Regions from separate parts of the Mus musculus genome. Here all the other regions are linked to region 1. The links are chromatin contacts, called in public Hi-C and promoter capture Hi-C maps. All regions are on one chromosome and are shown on one strand. Each heading gives the region's core, a stretch centred on a gene start, on an enhancer-like site or on the middle of the called end of the contact. The rest is flanking DNA. Distances are from core to core; before and after follow the strand shown. Region 1 holds the start of Tmed3 (transmembrane p24 trafficking protein 3). Region 2 has its middle 53 kb from the start of Mthfs. Region 3 holds the start of Bcl2a1b (B cell leukemia/lymphoma 2 related protein A1b).

Region 1 (4,297 bases), core at 450-2,949:
GTATCTGGAACATGAAGGCTTCCAGGGGTAGGGGTAGGGGCTAATCACATGGTATCCAGAGTCAGGAAGCAGAGAAATGAACGATAGCATTCAGCTGGTTTCCTCCTTTTTATTCAGCCTGGTGAATGATGGTACTCCCACTTAGGGTGGCTCTTCCCACTGCAATCTAATCTAGAAAGCCCTTTACATTCTCAGAGGCTTGTCTCTTTGGTGGTTATAGATTTCCCCCCACTGATGGGGCATGCCTACCCTCAACGGCTTCTGGAGCCTCACTAGCCACATCAAGAATGCTGGGGTGGGGGGGGCGGTTGTTGTTGTTGTTCTTGTTTGTTTTGTTTTGTTTTGTTTTGTTTCTTCGAGACAGGGTTTCCCTGTATAGTCCTGGCTGTCCTGGAACTCTGTAAACCAGGCTGACCTCGAACTCAGAGATCCACCAGCCTCTGCCTCCCAAGTGCTGGGATTAAAGTCCTGCGCCACCACTGCCCAGCCAAGAATATTGTTCTTATTCTTAGGCTGCCTGTGCTGAGGCAGGCACACACACACACACACACACACACACACACTGTATGTCGTCCATAGATGTGAGAGCAGTCTCATCAGTGACTCCACCATACATGGAATTGTCAGCAGAAGCAACCTTCAGAGCGTCTACCATAGAAGGGCTTACTCATTGTACACAACTGGGGTGCCTGTGTCACCTCATTTCTAGAGGTCTTGCTTTATGGTGGTCATTCATCCCTCTGACCCTATGCCTACTCATTAACCCTAGGGGATAGAGCCTTTACCAAAGCAACTGTTAGCTATGAGATCTGTCCATGGAGACCAAAGTGCAGGACCTAACTTTGTTGAGCCATATGGTAAGCAGAGAGGCAAGCCACATAGCCACACCACTGGGGAGGGAGTGTGTGTGACTGTCCTTAAGTATACACTGGCAGGGTTCGAAGTCTGCACTGAACCCTCCTTTCAAAAAAAAAAAACCCTTCATCACTCCAACTATGTCACCCCAAACTCCAGCTGTAAAGGATGCAGCTGACTTCAGCACCAGCAAGACACCCAGCCCAAAGTGACAGTTGGGTCAGACTGCCACCCAGTGGGTGTCCAGCTAATTAATACTGATGTTCCTGGAGGTACCTGGGAGAGGTCATTCTGGTCAATTCTGCAGGGGGCGACAGGGGGCGGTAACAGGCCCCCCATCCTGAGCGCTCACCTGTAGCCTGCCTAACTCCCCAGTGCCCCTGGCCCACTTCGGGAGGGCTCTGGCAGATACAAACGTTTCTTCTCAGGGAGAAGTCAACCGGTCTGGGGTTGTTATCCCCGACCCCCTCAGCCTTTGGTGGCTAATCTTGGCCGCTCCGGATGGCGGCGCACCAGTAGCCCCAGTGAGACGCGGCTAGGGCCGCACCTGGTAATCCAGAGAGAACTTCACGCCCTGCTCCACCTCTTCGTGGAAGCACTGCTTGGCGTTGTCCGGCAGCTCGAAGGTGAGCTCAGCGCTCCGCAGTGGCTCGGCCCGGAGCAGGAGCAGAAGCAGCAGCTGTAGCAGCATCTGGAAGGATGAAGCGTGCGGAGCCTCGTGGACCATGATGCTCCGGGCCTAGTCCTCTCTAGGCTCCCGCGCAGCGACAGCAGGGACAGCAGGGAGAGGGGAGGGGCCCCCTGAAGAGACGTGGCGCGAGCTCAGCACAGCGGTTCCGGGTGGCGGCCACTCCGCGCGCAGCCGCACACCAGAGAGGTGGGCGGGGAACCTTTCCGCCCGCTGCGCAAGCGCATCACTGAGTTTAGGCGCTATTGTATTTGATGCGGCTCTTGGACTCGGGTACTTCTCAGTGCGTCCCTTCAACTCGGAAACCGTTGGGCTTCTAGTCTGTTTCTGACTTGCTGTCACTTAGTGTCTGCCACGTCTCCGGAGAAATCCCGGACGTAATGAACACATTCAGTAGTTAGGAGGACTCGATGGACTAGAAAGGAACCGCAGGGAAGGGAGGCGACGGATCCTCCACTCCCCCCTCCTACCTAAGGTGAAGAAGTGTTCAACAAAGTAAACCCCATGGCTACACTGGGGGAAAACAGGTTTTCTTGCACACAGACTCCCTTCTGGAAATAAAAGCATCTAAAGGATTTCAATTATGTTTTCGCATTCGGGTCACATTGAAAATTTTTTCAGAGAGAATCTGCCATCCCCTTTAACTTCTAAAAGTGTTGAAAGACAAGTTGATTTATTGTCTTATTCATGACAACTGCCCTAAGAAGGATATATATGATTTTATGTTCACCATAGTCCATAAACAAAGAGACATTACATGTTATAATATTTGCTGATACATAAACACTTACTGTCAGTAGAACATTATTAGATATGGTGAATCTTAATTTTAACAAAGAATTTCACTACTCATATATACTACCACATAGATAAAATTGGCATACACTACCACTGGCCATACTGGATCCTGTATCAAGGAGCTAATGTGCATGAAAGCAGCACCCATAATATAATTATTAATAAAATGTACTATCTCTGTGCTAGATTAGATGTGAAAGAGGTGTTGAGCTGTGTGCCTTGGGGCTCCTTCCCTGCTTGTCCTATTTAACATTGACTTATATTTCTTATTTTCAATTATGTGTATGCACATGTGTGTATATGAGTATGTATATATGAATGCAGGTCTCCAAAGAGGCCAGAGGCTTTGGATCCCCTGGAGCTAGAATTGCAGGCAGTTGTCACTCATTTGATAAGGCTTTTGGGACCCAAACTGGGGTCCTCTAGAAGTATTCTTAACCAGTGAGCCATCTCTCCTCCAACTCTTAACATTTTTAATGAAGAGTATTTGAAGATGTGAAAGTTATAATCATCTAACTGGAAAATCAAGTGAAGAAAAACAAAACAAAACAAAACAAAACAAAACTGAAGTTCCCACAAGTTAAAGATGAAGCGCTACATTTAAGTTCCAGGTGGTGGGGATGGGGGTTGGGAGGGTGGGGGAGGGAGGGGGAATCTGCAGTGGTTCAAAAGAAGAGGCCTGGTTTCACAGCTCTTTAAGTTGGAGCAGGCAGAATTGGAATCAGCATCAAACTACATATAAGACAAGAGAAAATGCCTGAGTTTTAAAAAAATAAATTATTGCCTTAGCAGACAGTGATCAGGTGGTACCTATTGTATTGTTTTAGGAGAGCTATTTTCCGTTTGGGGCACTAGTCAAAGGAATGTGATTAGGAGGAAGCCAGCATAGACATTGCCAGGAAGCTGACTCAAACAGAGAATGCCCAAGGGAAAATAAATAAATAGCAGGACTTAGCATGGAAGCTAAAAACCAATAGGAAATGAAAGCTTTAAAAGTGTGCGGGCACTAACAATGTACCAGACACACTGTCATCTCACTATTCAACTCAACATAATTTATATTAATTGAGTAACCAGCTCAACATAGTTTATATTAATTAATATTCACTAGTAGCCATGTCTTTAAAAAAAATAAGTTTGCTCCTATTTGATAAGGAGCCCGGGATGTTTAATTCAGTAGCTCTTGTCATTGTTCACTTTTTCTGTGTGTCAGCAGCTTGAGCCAGCCTCAATTTATAATCTCCATGGTTTTGTGAGTCCATGGTTTTGGACAGTTGAACGTCAGGCAGTCTTCCCTGGATTTGCCCATGATGCTACATTCATCTAGAGTCCATCTGTGCTGGGCTGTGCAAGATAACCCCACTGGCATGTCTAGGGCAGATACAGGTTACTGGCTCTAATGCCTTTTTCTCTTCCAGGCATTCTCTCACCACTAGGAGGCTACTGCGGGAAGTCATCTTGCCTGCTTCTGTGAAAGCCTGCCTGTCAGGCAGAGTCAAGTCAGACCAGGGTCTACAATAAGAGGGGATATACTTGAACTTCACGGCAAGGGGCTAAATGTTCTGTTAATCTTGGAGGAAGGAACAGCAGGATTAGGAAGGCTTCCGGATGGGTACAGATATCAAATGTACATCATCCATTGTCTCTGCTGGCTTGTGACTTTGTTTCCCGACATACTGTAAGCCTAAGAGAATTAAACTCAAGACTGGACAGCCCTCCTCATTTCTAACCTTTGTCTATGAGTCTTCTTTTCCATCTTTCCTATAATCCTCACGCCCCTCTCAGAGGATTGCTGGACTTCCTACCAGCCAAACAGGTACAAGCTAGGCTATTATGTGACATACTCAGTATTATGTGACATACTCAGAGAAATATCCCAAAAGGACCCAGGCACAGATAGCAATGTTCTCTAAGAGCTAGGTTTCTGAATTCTTTCAATATCACTTTCTATACATT
Region 2 (4,311 bases), core at 1,696-4,195, 440 kb before region 1:
GCAAGTTCCAATAGAAACATCACATCTATCAGTATTGTTACCAGAGCCTTTAGGGCAACACCTCTCATTCCTAGCAGCCCCAACAGGCTAGGTCCAGCTATCTGTCAAATAAGGGTCAAATAATGGGGAAATAGAGACTTTTTTGTTGTGACTGCACTGGGAACAGGAACAGATAAAGGGCTGAAGTAATCACAAATCAAGTTTGGGATGCTGACATCAGCTTAGATTTAGGAAAGGAAGAACTAGGGCAGTGGACACAGAAGAATGCAGCCTTGGTGGAATAGTGGTCTGGTTATCCTTCTCATGGTGCTGATTCTGTAAGATGATCCAAAGATCTCTTCAGCATTGTCATCACTTGGGGGTATCACTTGGTTCTTAGATAATTACAAGGTATGGCTTCACCATCATGGATAATTTTCCTCATCTGGGCCAGGAGCTGTCCTGTGAGATTTGTGCCAGTAAACTAAGGTGACTCAAGAGGAAAGGTTAAGGACAGTGGCATCTTTGTCCTTTCAGCCAAAGTAAAAAAGACAGACAAGAAACAAAGGGAAAAGATGTCATGTTTTCCTCTTGTGTTTACATACCTTGTGGGCCAAGTGAAAGAAAGTAAGGTGCCACTGGTGATATAGCCAAGGTCACATACCTGGTAGAGCCAAGATTATATTGGTTGTCCATAACGCCTTCGTGACTCCTACGCACTCCCCAAGCATATTGTTTATTTTCTTCTTTCCATCCTGTTTCCCTTCTATTTCAATAGTTTGGGTCTCCTTTCCTTCCACTGTAGTATGAAACCCTCGGAGACTCTGTATATCCATTGTCTACTACCATGGTATAGAAATCAGAGTTCACAGAGAGAAGCAAAACCACAGAGGGATCCCACCGATCTATAGCTGGTCCTTTTTGACAAATGTTGGATTCCTGGATGCTAGAGGTGCTTATGGCTGGAAGATGGATGTGAGACAGGAGTGCAGATTGAGCTGAAGAGCAGAGGATAGTTTAGACTTGAGATCCTGGCAGTTACGCAGGTGTTATGTAGGAGCCAGGGACTGTCATCCTGGAGTTGTTTGTCCATACTCAGCCTATGAGTGAGAGAAGCTGAATCAGGACTCAGGGAAGAGGGAACACTTCAGGCTTGGCTATGCGTCAAATCAGTGACAAAGTACAGTAGAAAACGACCAATGCTTGTACCCTGCTTTTTCAGATCTGCCATGAAGATCCCAGAGCTGAGCAGAAACCTACAGAACATGGAATTCTGGGGAATGTAGCTCAGCTCAACCACATCAGAACGTTGCTGTGGGTAGTTTCTGTTAAGCCAGCACCTACTTGTGTTATCTTAAGCCATATGCACATAAAAACAATGAAAAGCCACATCTCTGTCTTATGGACTGTATACAACCAGACACAAATCTTTTCCCCAGAGGATTCCTTTGGGTCTTGAGGTAATGATTACACTTTTTTTGGCTATTTGTATTATCTATCTATCTATCTATCTATCTATCTATCTATCCATTCACCCATCATCTATCTATCCACCCATCATCTATCTATCTATCTATCTATCTATCATCCACCCATCATCTATCTATCTATCTATCTATCTATCTATCTATCTATCTATGCATCCACCCATCATCTATCTATCTATCTATCTATCTATCTATCTATCTTTAGGATACACACACATGATTAACTGTGATTACCATGTGATCAGTGCTGTAATTACAAGTATGCACTACAATGCCAGATTATGCTTCGCTGGGGACTGAATCCAAGGCTTTGTGCCTTTTAGGCAAACATTCTACCAACTGAGCTACATTCCTATTATATAAACATTCCCACTATATAAATATTTATATAAAAGTAATATAAATATTATGGGTCTCCTTTATGTAACTAGTCATATAATCATAGCTAGTTACAATCCATTATTTGATATCACCTTTGCTTTCTGCAAGTACCCAGGAGTAGGTAGGTCTAGACCAGGAGTCATCAAACCTTCCTCAGTTAAGGGTCTAGGAAGTTAAGCAAATATTATAAGACTTAGTGATTCTGTTTCAACCACTCAATTGGATGTTGCAATGTCACAATAAGATGCTGTAGGGTATAGTTTGCTGATCCTAGACTATTCATAGTCATGTAATTGAATGTAAGTATCCATTAATTTTGTGCATTTTATTATCCCATGCATTTGTTATGTGTATATGGGGCCCTGACATGCTTACCATGGCTCCTGTGTAGAGGTCAGGATAGAGCTTCCAGGAATGAGTTTTTCCCTCCTACCATGTGAATTCTAGAGATCAAAATTGCATCATCTTCAGGTTTGGCCGCAAATACCTTTGCCCATTGAACCATCTAGCTAGCTCTCTATCATTTTCAATCACTGGACATGAGCCATACACCCTATCAGATCTCTTGCATTCCAGGGACACCCCTCTTCAGCCTGCTACGCAGTGCCAACCAGGATTCGTCATAGTCTAGGCAACACAGCAAGCTGTACTTGTCCATAGGAGAATAGGAAGCCTCATTCTCCACTTGGGCACTAACAGCTTCAGAGCACACAGTCTAGAGTGACTGGAGAGAGAAGCATTTTTCCCAGTGGCTAACAACCGGTCTCTATTTGCTCCACTTCCCATAATTTTCCAAATACCATTTCACTTTCTAACTCCATGAGTTTGACTACTCTAGGTACTTTGTATACCATGGAATCTTCTAGTTTCTGTCCTTTGATGATTGCTTTATTTTACTTAGCACAATAGCTTCAAGTTTATTCCATGTTGTAACATAAGTTTGAATTCCCTTTCTTTTGGGGCTATAGCATACTGGGTGAGTTCTTGCCTTGTGTGCTCATTGCTGGCCCTGGTTTCCATGCTTCATCACTACGGATGGTTTCCTTCCACTACTAGGCTGAATAATATTGCATGTGTGTCTATGGCACAGTTTGCTTTTGCAGTCATCTGGTGTTGTGCAATTGCTGTTTCCACCTGTTGATTATGAGACTGTTGTGAGCAGTGCTGTTCAAAGTCTCTGCATTTACTTTTTGGAATTTATATTCACAGAAGAATTTCCAAATCAATGAGGATTCTGTTTATTTTTACTGTAGAAACTACTGGTTTTTTGTTTTTGGTTTTGGTTTATTTGCTATTGTTGTTGTTTTGTTTTTGTTTTTTGGTTTTTGGTTTTGGTTTTGGTTTTGGTTTTTCAAAACAGGGATTCTCTGTGTAGCCCTGGCTGTCCTGGAACTCACTCTGTAGACCAGGTTGGCCTTGAACTCAGAAATCCACCTACTTCTGCCTCCCAAGTGCTGGGATTAAAGGCGTGCGCCACCACTGCCCAGCTACGACTGTATTTTTATTTCACTCAGAGACCACAACGCTTTGCATTTCCACCAAGAATAGGCATGTACCAATGTTTTAACTTTGCTTTTACAGTTTGGCTGACATTTGTTATTTTTGTTTTCTGATAATAGCCATTTTTAATGGTATCTGCTTTTTGGTTTTAATAAAATAAAAATTGAAGTTTCAGCATGTTCAGCTGAAGACTCTTCAGGAATCATCCAAGTGGGATGTCAGGCTGACCTGACAGTTGGGCACCAGAGGCTTGAGCCTGAAAGAAAGAAGGGAAGTTCATTAATTCACCAACACATAGATGGTGTGTCATCGGTCTGTGCAGAAAGAAGGTTGTCGAGAATTGGGGCAGGGGAGGGCACAGAAGTGCCTGTGGAAGTTGACCAAATAGAGATAGGACAGGAGGAGATGTTGCAGTGGAAGAGCCAGTGGAAGAGTGACAATGCTGATGCCTGGGTAGGGCAGGAGGCTCTGCTGAGAAGGGTGCATGGCCTCTTGTATCAGAAGAGATCTGAGGTCATGTGAGTGCAGGTAGCTGTACTGTACTGATATTGTATGGGGATCAAGAGGTTTGAGCATCTGAAGTCCAGCAAGTATGTTATGAGGCTTTTCCAGTAGCAGAAAGTTTTCACTGTGCTCCTGGAAACTGGGCTGTGGCTTCTAGATACTGTGCCCAGTTTCTTATTTCTAGCATGTAGGTGGGTAGGGCCTGTAGAAGTACCTATTGTCTTAAATTATTATCAGAAGTGGAGAACTGTCTTGTTATGATGTTCCATCTCAATCTTCCAGGAAAGAGAGTCAGAAAAATCTCTGAATCTGAAACAGGGGAGCTCGTGCAGATGGGAGCAACACATTTGACTCAGAGTATCTTCATGAATGTAGTTCTGTTACAGATAACATGGGTCCCACACAGCCTGTTTTAGGTTGGTGTAGGTGCTAAGGGAGGAGCTAGGTTCCAGGTTTCCTT
Region 3 (4,039 bases), core at 1,028-3,527, 510 kb before region 1:
TATGTGGTATTTTTCTTTTTCTCTTTCATCTATCTTTAAAATACAATTATTTGTAAACTCTCCAAAATAAATTAAGTAAGGCCAAGGTATTTTTTTAATTAAAGGTAGCTCCTTCTTGGACAAATATTTCAGAAATATAAAATCAAGATATAGTTGGACCTAGTTTTCACTTTAGTGTATTTCAACTATTCAACAAAGACCAGCTATTTGCCTCTCCTGGGTCCAGACTTAAGGCAATAGGTGGAGCGTGAAGAAGATATGGAAAAGGCACCCCTGACCACACAAGACTATTGAAATTCTTAAGCCACATTCTTTGATTACTTTGTCAGTAACTCTGAGCATCACAGGACTGTGAGATGGGGAAAACCATCCTCCTATCATTGTGGTGGCTCCTAGGATGCTCAAATACCATTAGAGGCCAGAAAGGAGTTCTGGCCTTGTGATCTTTGAGCTAACAGAAATAGTCATAGAGGACTTTTGCACGGTAAGATATTAGAGAACTGCGGTGGCTCTAGAACCATGAGCTGTCTGTTCTGTATGGAAACTCCAAAAAGAAAACTCTGTGTTAAGTAGATATGAGAAGAGCAGAGGGGAGGGTAAGAGGGAGGGAGCCACAAGAAACTGGCAAGCTGCAAGAGAGTTACTACTCAGGGCAGACCCTTGTGAGGAAGAGAAGTGGGGGGAAGTGGGGTTGGAGAGCACTCAAAAAGCAGGTTAATATAATCTACATGTTGCATAAAGTTGTATAACCGGTTTCCTTCTGAGGACATTGGCTTGTATGGGAGTGTGGCTTCAGAGTCCTGCCTTGCTATCACTGAATGGAAACAGGCAGTGGGGCCTGTGGCCTCTAATGCAGTTGGTGGTAGGTTTAAGACAGGTCAGCTAGCTTTGAATCAATGACTGTTGTGTGTTTCCACATCTACCACAAGTTTCTATTTCCCTGCACTCTGAGCAGCCTCTCTCCCTCCCTTCTCAACTTTATAGTAACGGTTCATAAATACAAGTTGTAAATGAATTTCTCTTCTGTGTTTGCCGTTGCTCATTAGATGCTGATGCAAAGAATCGAAGTCGTTGCATGTATGAAGGAGGAAAACGGGAGGAGGAAACAGTTGATATTTCTAAGGATGTGAATTGTTTCTATTTCTCCACCACTGACTCTTCAGGCAAGCATAGCTCCTCATCTCCATGCATTCAGCAGCTGCTTTCACTGCTACATGCTTAGGTGAGGGGACTTAAGATGCAATTCAAAGTTTCAATGTTGCCTTAACCACTGATTCACAATCTCCACTAAGCTCTCAGAGTTGCTTATCAAAGCTCAACAAAATGATATATTTTCTCTTACTTCAAATTGTGGACTCTGGAAGTTCTGTACTCACTAGGTCCGGGGGTACGTGAGAAGCCAAATCCTCATTCATTCATGACAGAATGAAGAGAGCATCATGAAGCACCTACATCTCACAGACACAGTAGCAGGAGCAGTATTTAGGTCATCTCCTTTAGCTTCACCCCAAGCCTCTAAAGTCAGTCTCGATGGCTTCCTTTTTCAAGTTCAAGCCAAAGCCACAATAAACAGGAAGAAGGATTTGTCTACAACTGCAACAAGGCACTATGACTCTTATGTCAGTACTCCTAATTTCTCCCATGATTTCTAACCCAGATAATGGATAATGTATGTGATATAAGAAAATGTTTTAAGGACTAGAGAGGTGAGTGACTCAGGAATTAAGAACACTTGCTGCTGTTTCAGGGGATCCCAGGTTTCGTCTCAGCGCTTACACCAGGCTGCCTCTTACTCATGTTCTAAGGGATCTGACACCCTCTTCTCGGTTCTGTGGGTTTCCAGGCACGTGATACATATACATACTCTCAGGCAAGTCCAAAGAAAAAAGTAAACGAATACTTAAAATGAAGTATGTACTGAGTTGGGTTTATAGCCGGATCGTTTTCTATCAGAAATTCTAAATTGACGAAAAGAGCTAACTTTGTCTCCTCTCAACCTGGTCTATCTACTTCTCAAGTGTACTACTGCCAGAGTGACTTTGAAGGGCCTCTAGTTCCCACCTACTTAGAGGGATCTTGTTTCTCCACATCCTCTCATTTTTGACTTTTAAACTGAATCAGAAGAGGAAGAGGAAGTGGTGTGTTGCTCTGAAACATTTTCCTCCTTCACAGTCTGAACTTTGGCTTTCACAGACCGCCCACGCACATAAGTGACGAGAAGGAAGGACGCTGTGACATGATGCAAACAAAAATTCCAACAGCCTCCAGATATGATTAGGGTTCCTCCCCTGACAAGACCTATCTTTGCAGTCTTTGCCTCCTTGGCCTCTAGGTGGGCAGCAGCAGTCAGCTCTGCCAGGGAAGATGGCTGAGTACGAGTTCATGTATATCCACTCCCTGGCTGAGCACTATCTTCAGTATGTGCTACAGGTACCCGCCTTTGAGTCGGCTCCAAGCAAAGCATGCAGAGTGCTACAAAGAGTTGCTTTCTCCGTTCAGAAGGAAGTTGAAAAGAATCTGAAGTCATACTTGGATGACTTTCACGTGGAATCCATAGATACCGCCAGAATAATATTCAACCAAGTGATGGAAAAAGAGTTTGAAGATGGCATCATTAACTGGGGAAGGATTGTGACTATATTTGCCTTTGGGGGTGTTCTCCTCAAAAAACTTCCGCAAGAGCAGATTGCCCTGGATGTAGGTGCTTACAAACAAGTTTCCAGTTTTGTGGCAGAATTCATAATCAATAACACAGGAGAATGGATACGGCGGAATGGAGGTTGGGTATGTGTGATGACTATATATATATATATTTTTTTTTTCTAGTGAAGAATAGGAATGAAGAGTTTCCTTACTAATTAAAACAAACAAGAAAGTAACAATCAAAGGACTTCAGTCTGTTTGTATGCCTTGTTTTTAGATACTCTGAGTTAAAATTAAACAAAACAAAAATCCCCTGGGTCCTTTCCAATGGCCTCTACTTGAAATGTTTCTTTAAGGCTTTTTAAAATAAGATTTATACATTTGTTTTATGTATGTGAGTACACTTTCACTGTCTTCAGACACATCTGAAGAGGGTATGAGATTCCATTACAGATGATTGTGAACCACCATGTGGTTGCTGGGATTTGAACTCAGGACCTCTGAAAGAGCAGTCTGTGCTCTAAACTGCTGAGCCATCTCTCCAGCCCACTCCCCACCCCCGTCTTTTTATAGTTGGAGAACATTTGTGTTTCCAGCTTTAATTCTAGCTGTGAGGTCTGGGCTTGAGATCAGCACCATATTTTTTAAAACAATATCTTCAATATCAGCAGTGCAGATCCCCAAGTGCCTGCCTCTTGCTAGGGTTTCTCATGACAATCTAGAACTAGTACAGAAAGAGCTGGTATTAAATACTGTCATATGTACTTCACTGTGTTGTAATAGTCAACTATGTGTATGCTTTTATACCTACATTACTTACACACTTTTTTCCATTTTCTTAGCACACTATTATGTGTAGCTAACCAGACTCCCCTACAAAGTCACTAGGGGTCAAATATAGAGCCTAATGTGGTCTGAGCATATGTTTTATCAGTGTACTGTATCCTTAGCCTCATGGTTAGTCTTTCTGGGAAATATTTTACAAATTGGTATCTGGGCTATACAAGGAAGTGCCAATTATGGAACCATGGAAAGAAAGATAAACGGACCAAAACTTCAAGGTTATCTTCAACTACATAGTAAATCAGTAGAAGGCCACCTCTGGTCACATGAAGGACTCATTCATCTCACCCACCCAAATAGTACATAGATTTATTCTGTAACTGCTTTCGTCAACCCAGTACACTTAAAATAACATTTTAAAGACTATTTTATGGTCTGAGGAAGTACATCAATCGTGGAGTCCCTGTATTGTGTGAACAAGATCTCTAATCCCACACCGAGTTCTTAGTCTGTTTTGTTGTATATACATGTTGTTGGAGACTTGGCCTCTTCCAGCTGGCATATATTTATTTGAGTTATTTCCAGACCTTTTCCTGCGTGTAGGTATGTTTTC

Evidence for each region. Promoter capture Hi-C pulls out the DNA fragments that hold promoters and counts their contacts. A called contact is a pair of places that touch in the nucleus more often than the background predicts.
Region 2: a contact with region 1 is called in a promoter capture Hi-C map of liver, with 4 times the contacts expected there. The contact joins the enhancer-like site here to the promoter of Tmed3 in region 1. A contact is called at or near these places in 14 of 39 promoter capture datasets (the 3T3-L1 cell line, the C10 cell line, HPC-7-derived erythroid cells and 9 more), 1 of 484 Hi-C or Micro-C datasets (bone marrow-derived macrophages), 2 of 115 datasets of contacts at active chromatin or transcription factors (bone marrow-derived macrophages and microglia) and 3 of 9 other capture datasets (adipose tissue, liver and macrophages).
Region 3: a Hi-C map of B cells shows a contact between it and region 1, with 13 read pairs. The contact joins the promoter of Bcl2a1b here to the promoter of Tmed3 in region 1. A contact is called at or near these places in 1 of 39 promoter capture datasets (the C10 cell line), 2 of 484 Hi-C or Micro-C datasets (B cells and bone marrow-derived macrophages), 2 of 115 datasets of contacts at active chromatin or transcription factors (memory CD8 T cells and microglia) and 2 of 9 other capture datasets (adipose tissue and liver).

Annotation. Positions count from the first base shown.
Region 1 is chr9:89,703,344-89,707,640 of GRCm38.p6, forward strand. Tmed3 (transmembrane p24 trafficking protein 3) reads right to left here and starts at 1,700. Exons shown (of 3, transcript NM_025360.2): 1 at 1,403-1,700. The coding sequence starts at 1,582.
Region 2 is chr9:89,261,801-89,266,111 of GRCm38.p6, forward strand. No RefSeq gene overlaps it. Among named protein-coding and RNA genes, the nearest start is that of Mthfs, 53 kb to the left of the region's middle. Within about 2 kb of position 2,946, at least 4 of the 459 cell types and tissues checked have an H3K27ac peak or open chromatin away from gene starts, as enhancers often do. A contact at or near this core is called in liver, where this site is marked.
Region 3 is chr9:89,196,996-89,201,034 of GRCm38.p6, forward strand. It overlaps Bcl2a1b (B cell leukemia/lymphoma 2 related protein A1b), which reads left to right and starts at 2,278. Exons shown (of 2, transcript NM_007534.3): 1 at 2,278-2,784. The coding sequence starts at 2,365.